Regions from separate parts of the Mus musculus genome. Here region 2 is linked to region 1. Evidence: chromatin contacts called from public HiChIP or PLAC-seq data. All regions are on one chromosome and are shown on one strand. Each heading gives the region's core, a stretch centred on a gene start, on an enhancer-like site or on the middle of the called end of the contact. The rest is flanking DNA. Distances are from core to core; before and after follow the strand shown.

Evidence for each region. HiChIP or PLAC-seq counts read pairs in DNA pulled down with a chosen protein or histone mark.
Region 2: an H3K27ac HiChIP or PLAC-seq map of embryonic fibroblasts shows a contact between it and region 1, with 4 times the contacts expected there. The contact joins two enhancer-like sites. A contact is called at or near these places in 3 of 15 datasets of contacts at CTCF or cohesin (the NIH/3T3 cell line, pro-B cells and stem cell-derived epiblast-like cells), 6 of 484 Hi-C or Micro-C datasets (CD4 T cells, bone marrow-derived macrophages, cerebral cortex and 3 more) and 7 of 115 datasets of contacts at active chromatin or transcription factors (T-cell acute lymphoblastic leukemia, differentiating embryonic stem cells, embryonic basal ganglia and 3 more).

The regions. Positions count from the first base shown.
Region 1 is chr5:110,924,458-110,927,374 of GRCm38.p6, forward strand. All of the region lies in intron 2 of Ttc28 (tetratricopeptide repeat domain 28), which reads left to right. Among named protein-coding and RNA genes, the nearest start is that of Ttc28, 46 kb to the left of the region's middle. Within about 2 kb of position 1,549, at least 14 of the 459 cell types and tissues checked have an H3K27ac peak or open chromatin away from gene starts, as enhancers often do. A contact at or near this core is called in embryonic fibroblasts, where this site is marked.
Region 2 is chr5:111,204,418-111,207,334 of GRCm38.p6, forward strand. All of the region lies in intron 6 of Ttc28 (tetratricopeptide repeat domain 28), which reads left to right. Among named protein-coding and RNA genes, the nearest start is that of Gm35628, 29 kb to the right of the region's middle. Within about 2 kb of position 1,479, at least 69 of the 459 cell types and tissues checked have an H3K27ac peak or open chromatin away from gene starts, as enhancers often do. A contact at or near this core is called in embryonic fibroblasts, where this site is marked.

The DNA of each region.
Region 1 (2,917 bases), core at 299-2,798:
GTGCAGGAGTGGCAGTGCTAATGATGTCACTCACTGCAGTGCCATCATTGTTCCTTGTTGTTATTGGCTATATTGCTATCATTGTTTTCTGGTGTTATTAGTTATTTTTGTTGCTTTTTCTTTCTTCCCCGAGATAGGGTTTTTCTCTGTAGGGTTGACTGTTGTGGAACATGCTCTGTAGACCAGACTGGTCTTGAACTTGGAGATATGCCTGCCTCTGCCTCTCTCTGCCGAGATTAAAAGTGTGTGCCTCTAAGCCTGGCACTGTTGTCTTAATGCACCTAATTTATAAATTAATCATAAGGAAATGTGCGTACAACTACTACAGTCTTACATCTTTTTGTGATCATAGTATTTTCTGAGTATTGCGCCATCAGGTGGTGCTGTCTTACAGCAACCTTCTGGAGTGTACACAAGCCTACATGTTGTAGTTCATCACTGCACAAAGACTTTTGATCAAGATAGGTGGTGAATGGGAGATGGGTGAGGTGGACACTTTACATTAAGCTTTTTTTATGTATAGAAAGTGTATGTATAGTAAGGTGTCAAAATTACAAAAACATGGGAAGCAGTAACAATTGTTTATTAAGATTTTCAGCATACGTGTCATGCATCGCGTTTCTTTCTTTTCTTTTATATGATCGGAAGCCCAGCAACCTTAAATCATCGTCTCCACAACAGTTGAATAATGCACTGCAGTGTTGAGATGACTGTTGTCACCAACGGGGAGGATTTCTCTGCTCCTTCATCGATGTCGGGGACTAGCATGCTTATGCTGCCAGTTGTTGGCTTTAAACAGGACTCACGTATAAGTGATACATGTTCAGCATTTGTTACTGTGTGCAGTTTCAGCATCTGCCGTTTCAGGATGTGCATCAGCTTAGAAAGTATCCATTGTGAATTAGGTGGCTACTCAAGTCCTTAGAGGGTTTGCACTTTGTACTTTAGGTCTCTGTCAATTTTATCAGATTGGTCTAGAGCAAGCCTTGTTGGTTTGAGAGTCAGAAAGACATAGTTTGATGCATTGAGGAGATAGCGCAGTCATTAAAGTCCTGTGCAACCATGAACACTCATGTAAGAAGCTGAATGTGGTGGAGATGCTTGTAATTCAGGTGCTGGGAGGTAGATCTAGTAGATCTCTGAGACTCACTCGCTCACAGCAGCCTAGCTGCTCCCAGTAAGAGCCTGCCTTAAAAACAGGATTGATGGTGCCTGAGGAGGAAGGACATCTCATATTGCCCTTGGCCTCTATGTGAACATTCGCTTGTATTGCACTCAGACCCACAGCAGGTTGGAAAATCTAGTTCCGCCACTTAACTGCAGCCATGGTGTGATGCTTGTTTGTAAACCTGGGTTCCTAAGACATGGAGTGAGGTACAGTGAGTGTTGTTTCCTTGCTGCAGGTGTGTGTTGGTGTAAGTAGCTGCAGCACCGGGCTTTCAGTTGATAAAGGAGAGTTCTGTGCTTCAGAAGAACGACATAATGTTTTGGTAGAGAATACATTGTGGAATGTCTAAACACACATTGGCATATGCACTGACTCATGCGCTGGCCATCTTCTGGTGATGAGTCGTACTCACATTTAGAAGCTATTATATTATATGTCCTGGTATGTGGTACGTATTTTACATTTGAACCACTCTTGTTTTCTCAGTCATCTGTATCTTATATTTTTTGATAGAATTTGTTTTTGAAATACTTAATTCTTTAAAAACTTTCTAAACATTGTGTGTGTGGGCCCCTGTGGGGTGTGTTTATTTGTGCTGTGTGTGTGTGGTGTAGTATAGTGTGTGTGTATATATGTGTGTGGTGTGTCTATCTGTGTTTTAAGTTGTGTGAGTGGGCATTTGTGTGTCTTTATGTGTGTGTGGTGTTTCTGTGTTGTATGTTGTGTGAGTGAGGTGTATGTTTGTGTGTCATCTGTGTGTGTGATGTGTGTGTATTTGTGGTGTGTGTATGTGGTATGTGTGTGTGTGGTCAGCACTTATGTGGGCACAGCAGAGTATGAAGGTCAGAGGAGAGCTTGCACCAGTCAGTTCTCTACTTCTGCCATGTGACTTCCTGAGATTGATTTTAGATTGTCAGGCTGGAACTGGAGGGAGACACAGGTGGCTGGGAGCCTCCTCCTGTGGGTGCTAAAGCTGCAGCAGGTGTTTTTAGCCAGCTGAGCTCCCTCTCCAGCACCCGAAGTGCTTAATCCTTAGGAAGCGCTACAATGAGCCAGACACTCTCGGGCTTCAGAGATTCATGGTGTTATTATTATAATGTACTTTAAAAAGGCGGAATAAAATCATCTTTTCCCAGATTGCATCAGTTCTCTTAAGTTCATTTGTAAATGGAAGTATGGTAGCATCTATTTTAGTTTAAACGATGTGAGCTGGGCATGGCAGCACACACGTGTGATCTCAGTACTTGGAGATAGATAGGGACAGGATAATCACAAGTTCAAAGTCAGCTGTGACTAACAAATTTGAGGCTTTGTGTTAGAAAAACTTCAGTAGACAAAAAGTATAAAAATTAGATCTTAGCAGGATGTAGTGGTGCACACCTCTAATTCAGCAATCAAGATACCCATACAGGAAGATTTCTTTGAGTTTGAAGCAATTCTGGTCTTCATAGTTCCAGGACTGCCAGAGCGACATAGTGAGACCCAAGTCTCCTCACCCCACAAAATCCTCAATTTTGTCTTATAATATTTGACTTATTTTTAAATTGACCAAATTGTGACTGCTTCTGAATTCGGCATGTCCTGTAGTGATCAGACAGACGTACACCCTGCCTTCTGTGGGATGGCTGTATGAAGACGTGCATTGTGAGATGGCTGTATGAAGACATGCATTGTGGGATGGCTGTATGAAGACTGCATGAAACTTCAGACAAAGCTCCACTTCCAGCACGGCTCAAACATTAGGTTACT
Region 2 (2,917 bases), core at 229-2,728, 280 kb after region 1:
AGATTCCCTGTGGGGATAGGAACAGCAGTGCTTCCCAGCAGTGTTGTAACTGACAAGGAGGCCCATGCCATCAAAGTGGCTCAACAGCTTCCTGATATTTATAAGAGATTTCGGTGAAATGGCCACTCCGACCTTTGTGACCATACACACTGACCCATCTGTTGTTAGTCAGCGTTTGTCCATTTGTCTATCTGCTCTCTACCTGTTCTACTTCCCGTCAGTCCTTCAAATAATCTTTGGACACCTGCCATTCTTAGGGACATTCTGCTGCGAGACCAAGCTCAGTGGACTGGGAGACAGGAGACTCTGCTATTGTCTGTTCCACGGGAGGCCACTTGTCTGTGACACCTCCCTCCAGAATGAACCCAAAGGCCAGTGACCCCCTGAGAGTCACCAGGCATGTGCAGATGGCTCAGGTGTATGCACAGTGAGGCGTTTAGGCATCCTTCAAAAGGCCTATTGTGTTGTGGGGACTCTAGAGTGATGGTTCGGATGACGGTGTAGCCGTGTGATGGTTGTTCTGTGGATGGTTAAGGGAGGTAGACAGAGCACGGCATGGAAGTCCTACACCCATCTTCTTCTTTGCCTTTTCTTTGTTCTCTTTTTACGACTCCAGTAACGGGAGTTTTATTACAGCAGTTTGTGTTCTCAGCTCTTTTGCTAAGGCTCTGCATAATTTATGATCTAGATTCCAAAATGTTAGTGAATTGCTCCACCAGAAATAATGGAATGTGACAGCAGTGGATTCCTCATTCTTGGCCCAAATATTTGTGTCTGTGGTTTGCAAGTCATTTCATAGCATGACTGCTGCATTGCTCAAGCTGTTACCAGGATGGATTCTGACAAAGGAAGAGAATTTGGGTGACTATAAAAGCACAAAATGGGTGGGTCAACAGCACTGCACTTATGTGCATAGGGGTTTGGGTGGGGTGGGGAGAGGCCTCCTGCCCTCTCCTCCAGCAGGTGCACTCTATCCCTCAAGCCAGGCAGAAAAGCTGTATTAGGTTTGTGATTTCAACCCCAGCCTCTGTGCTGATTAGCCCCCACTGGGCACCATCCTGCCTGAATAAAGCAGTCATCACAAGAGGCACCCAGGGAAAAACGTCCAGGGTGCAGTGGTGACTGTGAAGCCTCAGGGAAACTCCCGTGCACCAAAGGCACTGTGCTGACCCTTCTTTATTAGGACATCACCCAGCAATGTCAAATGTCAGAGATCTGGAGGCAGAATCTACTATAAATGCAAAAATCACTTAAATGGTGGAGGAGGAGGAGGAGGAGGAAGAGGAGGAGGAGGAGGAGGAGGAGGAGGAGGAGGAGGAGGAGGAGGAGAGGAGAAGAGGAGGAAGAGGAGGAGGAGGAAGAGGAGGAGGAGGAGGAGGAAGAGGAGGTGGAGGAGGAGGAGGAAGAAGAGGAGGAGGAGGAGGAGTCACAGCACAGAAAAGACTGTTCCCTGTGTTGATGTGGCTTTGTTGGTGAGTCACAGGGGCTTAGTGGCCACAGAACTGAATGTCTGAGGCACTGGGAGGTTCGTCTTGGTATTGAATTGTCCTTCCTATGGCAAAAATGAGGCAAAATCATCTGACCAGATTCCTAGACTCCCCCTGAGGCTGGGGCTGACAGGAAACAACAGCTGTAGACTCTGAGGAGGAGCACAGCTCCAGAGCCCTGTTCTAGCAGACAGCTGCTTTTTCTCTGAACAGAACCACCGACAAATCGCCCAGTGACCTGTTCACTCATGGCTGCACCAGCACAGGGATCATGGAAAGGATTACAAAGTGGACGCCTTGGGGCTGAGACACAAACACCACTGCCTGCCCCTTCACTGATTGGCTTTGTATCAACTGTATCTGAGATACATAAAGAGAAAAGGTGGAGAAAGCAACATTCTTCCTGGTGTTTTTCAACAAATACAAGATCTGAAAGATGACAAGGCTGAACAGAGCAACACATGATAGCCGTGATAGGGCTAGTGCAGGGGCATGGTCGAGGACACCCTCTCATACAGAGATGAGTGAGGTCCAGAAAGCTGGTCTTGGGTTGTTAGAATTATTGGTTTACTATGTCCCTATGAAAGACACACAATCCAGATATTTTATTTATAAGCCAAATGTCTAGATTGGGTAGATTGAAGGCTATTCTAATTTATTACCCAGTCATTCAGTCCCTTGTTATTTTGTTTCTCCCTGCAGTGGGAGTCTGGTCCGTGGCAGCTTCCTCTTCAGTGTCTGCCCTCTTCCCTTCCCCAACCTGGAACCTCCTCTGGAACCTCCAGTCCTGTCTTACTCCCTCGAGGCTCTGCCCAATCACAGGCGCTGGCCTTTTATTGACCAGTTGAAATGGGGAGAAGGTTCACATGGCATCTGCTCGTAGGAGGCAACCTCACACTGAGGAACCCGTTTTTAGCTACAGGATGCAAGCAGCGTCAGACCCACTACAGTCTTGGGTTCGAATGCCAACATTGCTCTTTACTCCTTGCTGACCTGTAGAACCACAGTCCTGAGACTTAATAGCAACAATGTTTCATGTTATTTAGTGATAGGACACCTCCTCCTCTTCCCCCTCCTCTTCTGCATTTAAAATATTAATTCCAGTCTTAGATTTTTGGGCCAAGCTAATAAACCCATAATTGAAAAATAATTCCAGTAACTGTTTCTCCAAGTGTAAAAAAAAAATCAAGTCTTAGGAATCTGACCTGAAGAAATGCATATTTCTGATCTATAGGTTTGTTTATATGAATAAGTAAAAGAGCTATAAAGCCATGCCTACTTAGTTATGTATTTAATTAACCTGCCTTTATTGAGAAGATTGCAGCCATTTCTAGAGCGTCTGGGTCATGGGTAGCATGACCGTGCTGTGTGTGTATAGCCTGTGAAATGATTCAGGGACCCCAGAAAGGCAGTGCTAATAGATGGAGCTC